2 separate regions of the Ovis aries genome follow, and region 1 is linked to region 2. A link is a contact called in public Hi-C data. All regions are on one chromosome and are shown on one strand. Each heading gives the region's core, a stretch centred on a gene start, on an enhancer-like site or on the middle of the called end of the contact. The rest is flanking DNA. Distances are from core to core; before and after follow the strand shown. Region 1 overlaps BMERB1 (bMERB domain containing 1). Region 2 has its middle 9.8 kb from the start of MPV17L.

The links. Hi-C and Micro-C count contacts between places; a contact is called where the count stands out from the background.
Region 1: a Hi-C map of mixed tissues shows a contact between it and region 2, with 4 times the contacts expected there. The contact joins two enhancer-like sites. A contact is called at or near these places in 6 of 16 Hi-C or Micro-C datasets (liver, mixed tissues, omental adipose tissue and 2 more).

What each region holds. Positions count from the first base shown.
Region 1 is chr24:14,501,803-14,505,252 of ARS-UI_Ramb_v3.0, forward strand. All of the region lies in intron 2 of BMERB1 (bMERB domain containing 1), which reads left to right. Among named protein-coding and RNA genes, the nearest start is that of MARF1, 77 kb to the right of the region's middle. Within about 2 kb of position 1,974, at least 3 of the 54 cell types and tissues checked have an H3K27ac peak or open chromatin away from gene starts, as enhancers often do.
Region 2 is chr24:14,309,973-14,313,046 of ARS-UI_Ramb_v3.0, forward strand. No RefSeq gene overlaps it. Among named protein-coding and RNA genes, the nearest start is that of MPV17L, 9.8 kb to the right of the region's middle. Within about 2 kb of position 1,724, at least 5 of the 54 cell types and tissues checked have an H3K27ac peak or open chromatin away from gene starts, as enhancers often do.

The sequences.
Region 1 (3,450 bases), core at 724-3,223, 190 kb after region 2:
AAAGTGCTTTGCAAGAACTGGTTAAATGCGTTTTGAATAATATTATTTGATGACATTGGACAATCGACATGATGTAATGCCCACAATGAGCAGGGTATATGCCTGTTTATTTTGGTCCTATTTTAATTAGAAATGCACATGTCCACGTATATGTATTGGTGATGGTGTCTTCAGCTACGAGTAATCAGAACATCTGATTAATAGTGTCCTCAATTAACTAGGTGTTGGTGGCTCAAGGATGTCATCAAGGATCCGTCTCTTTCCTTGCTCCCCCCGTGCCACCCTCACCACAGTGGCTGTAGCAGCTTCAGGAGTATGAGAGGTTAGCACTCAAGACTCACATTGTTTTAGGAAGATGGACCCCTTCTAGGGCCAGAAAGTGGCTCTTGTCTGACGCTTGGAAATGAACTGCGTGAGGAGACACTGTGCCGTGCTTTGTCACGCAGTCATGCCTGCCTCTTTGCGACCCCATGGACTGTAGCCCACCAGGCTCCTCAGCCCATGGGATTCTCCAGGCAAGAATACTGGAGTGAGTTGCCATGCCCTCCTCCAGGGGATCTTCCCAATCCAGAGATCGAACCCAGGTGTCCCACACTGCAGTCGGATTCTTGACCGTCTGAGCCACCAGGAAAGACTTCACTGGGAAGGGGCGCCCAGGCAGAAAGCAGCAGAGTGAGGGAACCCAGGAGAACTCCTCTGCCACGTGGCTTACAGTCTTGGGTTTTATGGTGATGGAGTTAGCTTCTGGGTTGTCTCTGAAACTGACTTGGGGTCCTTGTTGGTGGTGCACGCATTGTTCACCCAAGTTGGATTCCAGAGAGGAGGATTCTGGGAAGTTGGTAGGACACATGGACTGGTGTCTCCGCTTTCCTTTGACCTTTCCCAAATGCTTCTGGTTGGTGGTAGCTTGTTAGTTCTGCACTCCTTACCAGGACTCCCTGTTAAGACAACTCGTGCAAGTGGCTACTGTCATATAGGGAACCCAACTCGCCTGCACTGGCTGGCAGATTCTTCACCGCTGAGTCACCAGAGAAGTACCCCCTCAGGTGTCTGTTTCATACGTGGCATCAGTAGTGTATATGTCAATTTCAGTCTTCCAGTTCATCCCACCCCTCCCTGTTTGGGATCCGTACGTTTGTTCTCTATGTCTATGTCTGTTTCTGCTTTGAAATGAGATCGTGCTTAGTCACTTCAGTCATGTCTGACTCTTTGCGACCCTATGGACCATGGCCTGCCAGGCTCCTCTGTCCATGGGATTCTCAGGCAAGAATACTGGAGTGGGTTGCCATTTCCTCTCCTTCATGGGGTTCTGATGCATGTCTGCCTGTGAGAGCTTCCCAAGAATTTCACCTTGTTTGTTAAGGTGTTGGGGGTTTGGATAGACTTAGGAGGACTCAAAACTATGCTAAGTGCAGGTTTGAAATGGATGAAGGGTGAAGGGCACCCCCCAGTGCAAATCCCCCAGACCTGGGTTACGTGAAGGCAAAAGGCTGGTGTGAAGCCCACCACAGCACTCAGGGTGGAACAGTGGCCTCTGTGTGTGTGGATCGAGGTTATGTGTAAGTTTAGTTTCCTTATTTGTCCTCGTTTATATTTTTCAAAATTTCTACAGTGATCAGGAATCTGCCCAGCAACCAGATAAGAATTCTATTTAAAAAAATATTTTCCTCCTCTTCTTTTTCCACTTTATTTATTTTTTAATTGAAGGATGCTTGCTTAACAGAATTTTGTTGTTTTCTGTCAAACATCAACAAAAATTTTATTTTAAATTTTTTATAGAGAGGAATATAATCAAAATAGGTTTGTTTTTTAAGAAGTTTGAAGCTGTGGGCTCCATTTGTCAAATAACTGCTTGTCCAGCATCATTTTCTCTTTCTTTTCCCTCCTGCCTCTTTCTAACAGCTATTAACAGTGACAGATAGCGTTTACTGAGCATTGTACTATGTACAGCCCAGGCCCAGGCTCAGTGCCTGACCTGCATAGTAATCCTGGACAGCTGTACTATTACAATTCGTATTTCAAAGATGAGGAAAGTGAGAAAAACCTCTGGCACTCAGCCCCTTTGAGCTAGAGATGTCTGGTGCCAATGCTCTTGCTTCAAACATTGTTGTTGCTAATGGCTAAGTCATGGCTGACTCTTTTGCAACCCCATGGACTGTAGGTTCCTTTGTCCATGGGATTTCCCAGGCAAGAATACTGAAGCAGATGGCTAAAAAACATATGAAAAGATGCTCAACATCGCTCATTATTAGAGAAATGCAAATCAAAACCACCATGAGATATCACCTCACATTGGTCAGAATGGCCATCATCAAAAAGTCTACAAACAATAAATGCTGGAGAGGGTGTGGAGAAGGAATGCTTTTGCCTTGTTGGTGGGAATGTAAACTGATACAGCCACTATGGAAGATGGTATGGAGATTCCTTTAAAAACTAGGACTAAAACCACAATATGACTCAGCAATCCCACTTATAGGCATATACCCTGAGGAAATCAGGGTTGAAAAAAGACACCTGTATCCCATTGTTCATTGCAGCACTGTTTACAATAGCTAGAACACGGAAGCAACCTAGACGCCCATCAACAGATGAATGGATAAAGAAGTTGTGGTCCATATACACAATGGAATATTACTCAGCCATAAAAGGAATGCATATGAGTCAGTTCTGATGAGGTGAATGAACCTAGAACCTATTACACAGAGCGAAGTGAATCAGAAAGAGAAAGATAAATATCGTATTCTAACACACATATATGGAATATAGAAAAATGGTACTGAAGAATATATTTACAGGGCAGCAGTGGAGAAACAGACATAGAGAATAGACTTATGGACATGGGGAGAGGGGAGAGAAGGGTGAGATGTATGGGAAGAGTAACATGGAAGCTCAGTTCAGTTCAGTTCAGTCGCTCAGTTGTGTCCAACTCTTTGTGACCCCATGAATTGCAGCACGCCAGGCCTCCCTGTCCATCACCAACTCCCGGAGTCCACTCAAACTCTTGTCCATCGAGTCAGTGATGCCATCCAGCCATCTCATCCTCTGTCGTCCCCTTCTCCTTCCCCCAATCCCTCCCAGCATCAGAGTCTTTTCCAATGAGTCAACTCTTCACAGGAAATGTCCAAAGTACTGGAGTTTCAGCTTCAGCAGCAGTCCTTCCAATGAACACCCAGGACTGATCTCCTTTAGGGTGGGCTGGTTGGATCTCCTTGCAGTCCAAGGGACTCTCAAGAGTCTTCTCCAGCACCACAGTTCAAAAGCATCAATTCTTCGGTGCCCAGCTTTCTTCACAGTCCAACTCTCACATCCATACATGACCACTGGAAACACCATAGCCTTGACTAGACGGACCTTTGTTGGCAAAGTAATGTCTCTGCTTTTTAATATGCTATCTAGGTCGGTCATAACTTTCCTTCCAAGGAGTAAGCATCTTTCAATTTCATTACATTA
Region 2 (3,074 bases), core at 474-2,973:
TCCAGTCCTCAGCCCCCCTCCCTGGAGGTGGGAGCAGGACTAAAAGTCCCAACCCTCTGATGTCGCAGTTGGTTTCCCCTGGTAACAAGTCTGGCCTTAAAGGCAGCCCAAAAGTTGCCTCATTAACATAAACTCAGTTGTAGTTGAAAGGGGCTTGTTGCAAGGAAATGGCAACCCATGCCAGTATCCTTGCCTGGAAAATCTCATGGACAGAGGAGCCTGGTGGGCTGTAGTCCATAGGGTTGCAAAGAGTCAGGCACAACTGAGCGACTAACACTTAAACTTGTTGCAAATAACTAGACACTCCTCCTTTCAGTTTGAGGACTCGGAAGCTATTTCAGGCAGAGTACAAAACTGTAGACCAAATATTATAACAAAGTGATGCTCCCATTGCTCTTATCGCTCAGAAAATCCAAGCATTTTAGGAGCTCTGTGCCAGAAATGGGACACAGAGCAAATAAATATTTCTTATTATAAATCACTATATCATTGGGACTTCCCTGGAGGTCTGTGATTAAGACGCCACTCATCCAATGAAGGGGGTGGGGTTTAATCTCTGGTTGGGGAACTAAGATCCCATATGCTGCACAGCCAAATTACATAAATAACTTTTTTTAATGCTCAGCCCACTCCAGAGTTCTTACCTGGAGAATCCCAGGGATGGAGGAGCCTGACAGGCTGCCGTCTATGGGGTCGGCACAGAGTCGGACACGACTGAAGTGAATTAGCAGTAGCAAGAAAATCACTGTATCACACCCTGGTGCTCACTCTGGTGGTTTTCCTAGTGGCTCAATAGTAAAGAATCTGCCTGCAATGCAGGAGACATGGGTTCCATCCCTGGGTCAGGAAGATCCTCTGGAGAAGGGAAATGGCAACCCACTCCAATATTCTCGCCTGGAAAATTCCGTGGACAGAGGAACCTGGCAGTCTACAGTCCATGGGGTTGCAAAGATTCAGACAAAGCAGCTAAACAACAAACCTCCAGTGAGGTCCCACAACAGTTTACCCTAGAAGGCAGATCTCCAGCAAATTCCACTGGCTGGCAGGTCCTTAGAGCAGCTGACTTATCTGCCATGTGCCCTCCCAATAAGATCAGGATTTCAGCCCTAAAGGGTAGGGAGGGTTCTTCTTGGGTGTTTTATCTCAGCCCTAGGAGTAGTGGCTGGTCCTTATATCTGCTATTTCTGTATTCTTTAGGGTTCTCTTGTATTCAATCCCTCATCATTTGAATTTACCATTAACAATTCTTTATACAGTCGATAGTCATTATTTGGTGATTCTATATTTGCAAATTCACCTACTTGCTAAAATTTGTTTGGAAGCCCCACAACCAATACTCTTAATGCTTTTGCTATCATTTGAAGACATGCACGTGCTCAGAGAAGCAAAAGCTTTGAATCTTCTAACTTGCATGTTCCCAGCTACAGTCAAACAAGGCGATGCTTGACCTTTTTGTCGTCTCTCCTACTGCAAGTGTCCTTTTCACAGTGATTCCTGCATTTTTATGCTTTTTGTTAGGAATTTCACGGTTTTAAATGGCTGAGCTTACTTCTACAGTGCTGTCTAGTATTGCTAAATGCAAAAAGGCCGTGATGTGCCCTCTGTAGAGAATACCTAGTTTTGTTCAGGCAGGAGTTATAAAGCTGTTGGGTTGAGAGTTCAGTGTTAACACATCCACAATGCATATTCAATAAAGTGTCCTTTGTGTTTCAGCAGAAACACAAAGCAATACAAAGCAAGGCTTTGTATTGATCAATTGATGAAATGTGACCAGAGGCTGAAAGGAACCTAACCCTGTAATTCCTCTAGGAGGAAGGGTTAGCATTCACTGGTTTAGTGCTTATAGCAACTTTATAGACTATAACTAATTCGAGTAATAAAAATCGACTGTATCAAACTTGCCCTGTTCTAATTACAGTGTGGTTTCTCTCTCCTGATTGGATCATTCAGAACACTAACATCATCTTTAAACCATTATTCCACCAATTAATTATTTCTTTCACATATTAGTAGAGTCATACCTTTTTTTGAAAGTAATTGAAGTTTCAGAGGTTCAAAAAAAGCATAATTGGAGAAGAGAACTCTCTGAAATGATTTCTACCTTTTATATGGAAATTCTTAATTGCATATTTGAATATGCACTATCATTAAAGCTGCCTCTAGTGTTAGATTTTTCATAATTTCAGATTTTTAAAAATCTCTTCTTGACATATTTTAGGAGAACTAAAAAGGTATTTCTTTCTCCAAAGCTTAAAAATGAAAAATTAATGATATAAATTTAATTGGCTGCCCTATTATTCCACACCAATGTGGGCAGAATAGTCACTGAAAACAAAGCTGGTGAAAACAGTTCCTGTGCCAGAGAAACCCTCTATTTCAAATATTTCTTTCAGATAGCACAAAGTACCAAGTCTCAGGTGAACTCTCTGATGTCCACCATCCCTATTAAGAAATCCATGGCCCCATTTTCATATTCTCTTGAGGGCAGGATGGAAAGTGGAAACTATTCCAAACTTCTCAACAAGAGCAAGGGATGGATACAACTCTCACCTTAGCACTTTGTTTTACTTCCAGCCCAAACTAAGCCACCAGCTTCCCTGGTGGCTCAGTGGTAAAGAATCCCCCTGCCAATGCAGGAGACATGGGTTCGATTCCTGGGTCAGGATGATTCCCTGGAGAAGGAAATGGCAACCCACTCTAGTATTCTTGTGTGGAGAAGTCGATGGACAGAGGAGCCTGGCAGGCTGCCATCCATGGGGATGCAAAAGAGTTAGACACGACTGAGCACCTGAACAACAACAACAACAGCGTTCAGTTCAGTCACTCAGTCGTGTCCGACTCTTTGCAACCCTACGGGCTGCAGCACACTAGGCCTCCCTGTCCATCACCAACTCCTGGAGTTTACTCAAACTCGTGTCCATTGAGTTGGTGATGTCATCCAACCATCTCATCCTCTATTCTCCTCCTGCCTTCAGTCTTTCCCAGCATCAGGGTCTTTTCAAATGAGTCAGTTCTTCGCATGAGGTGGCCAAAGTATTGGAGCTTCAGCTTCAGCATCCACCCTTCCAATGAAT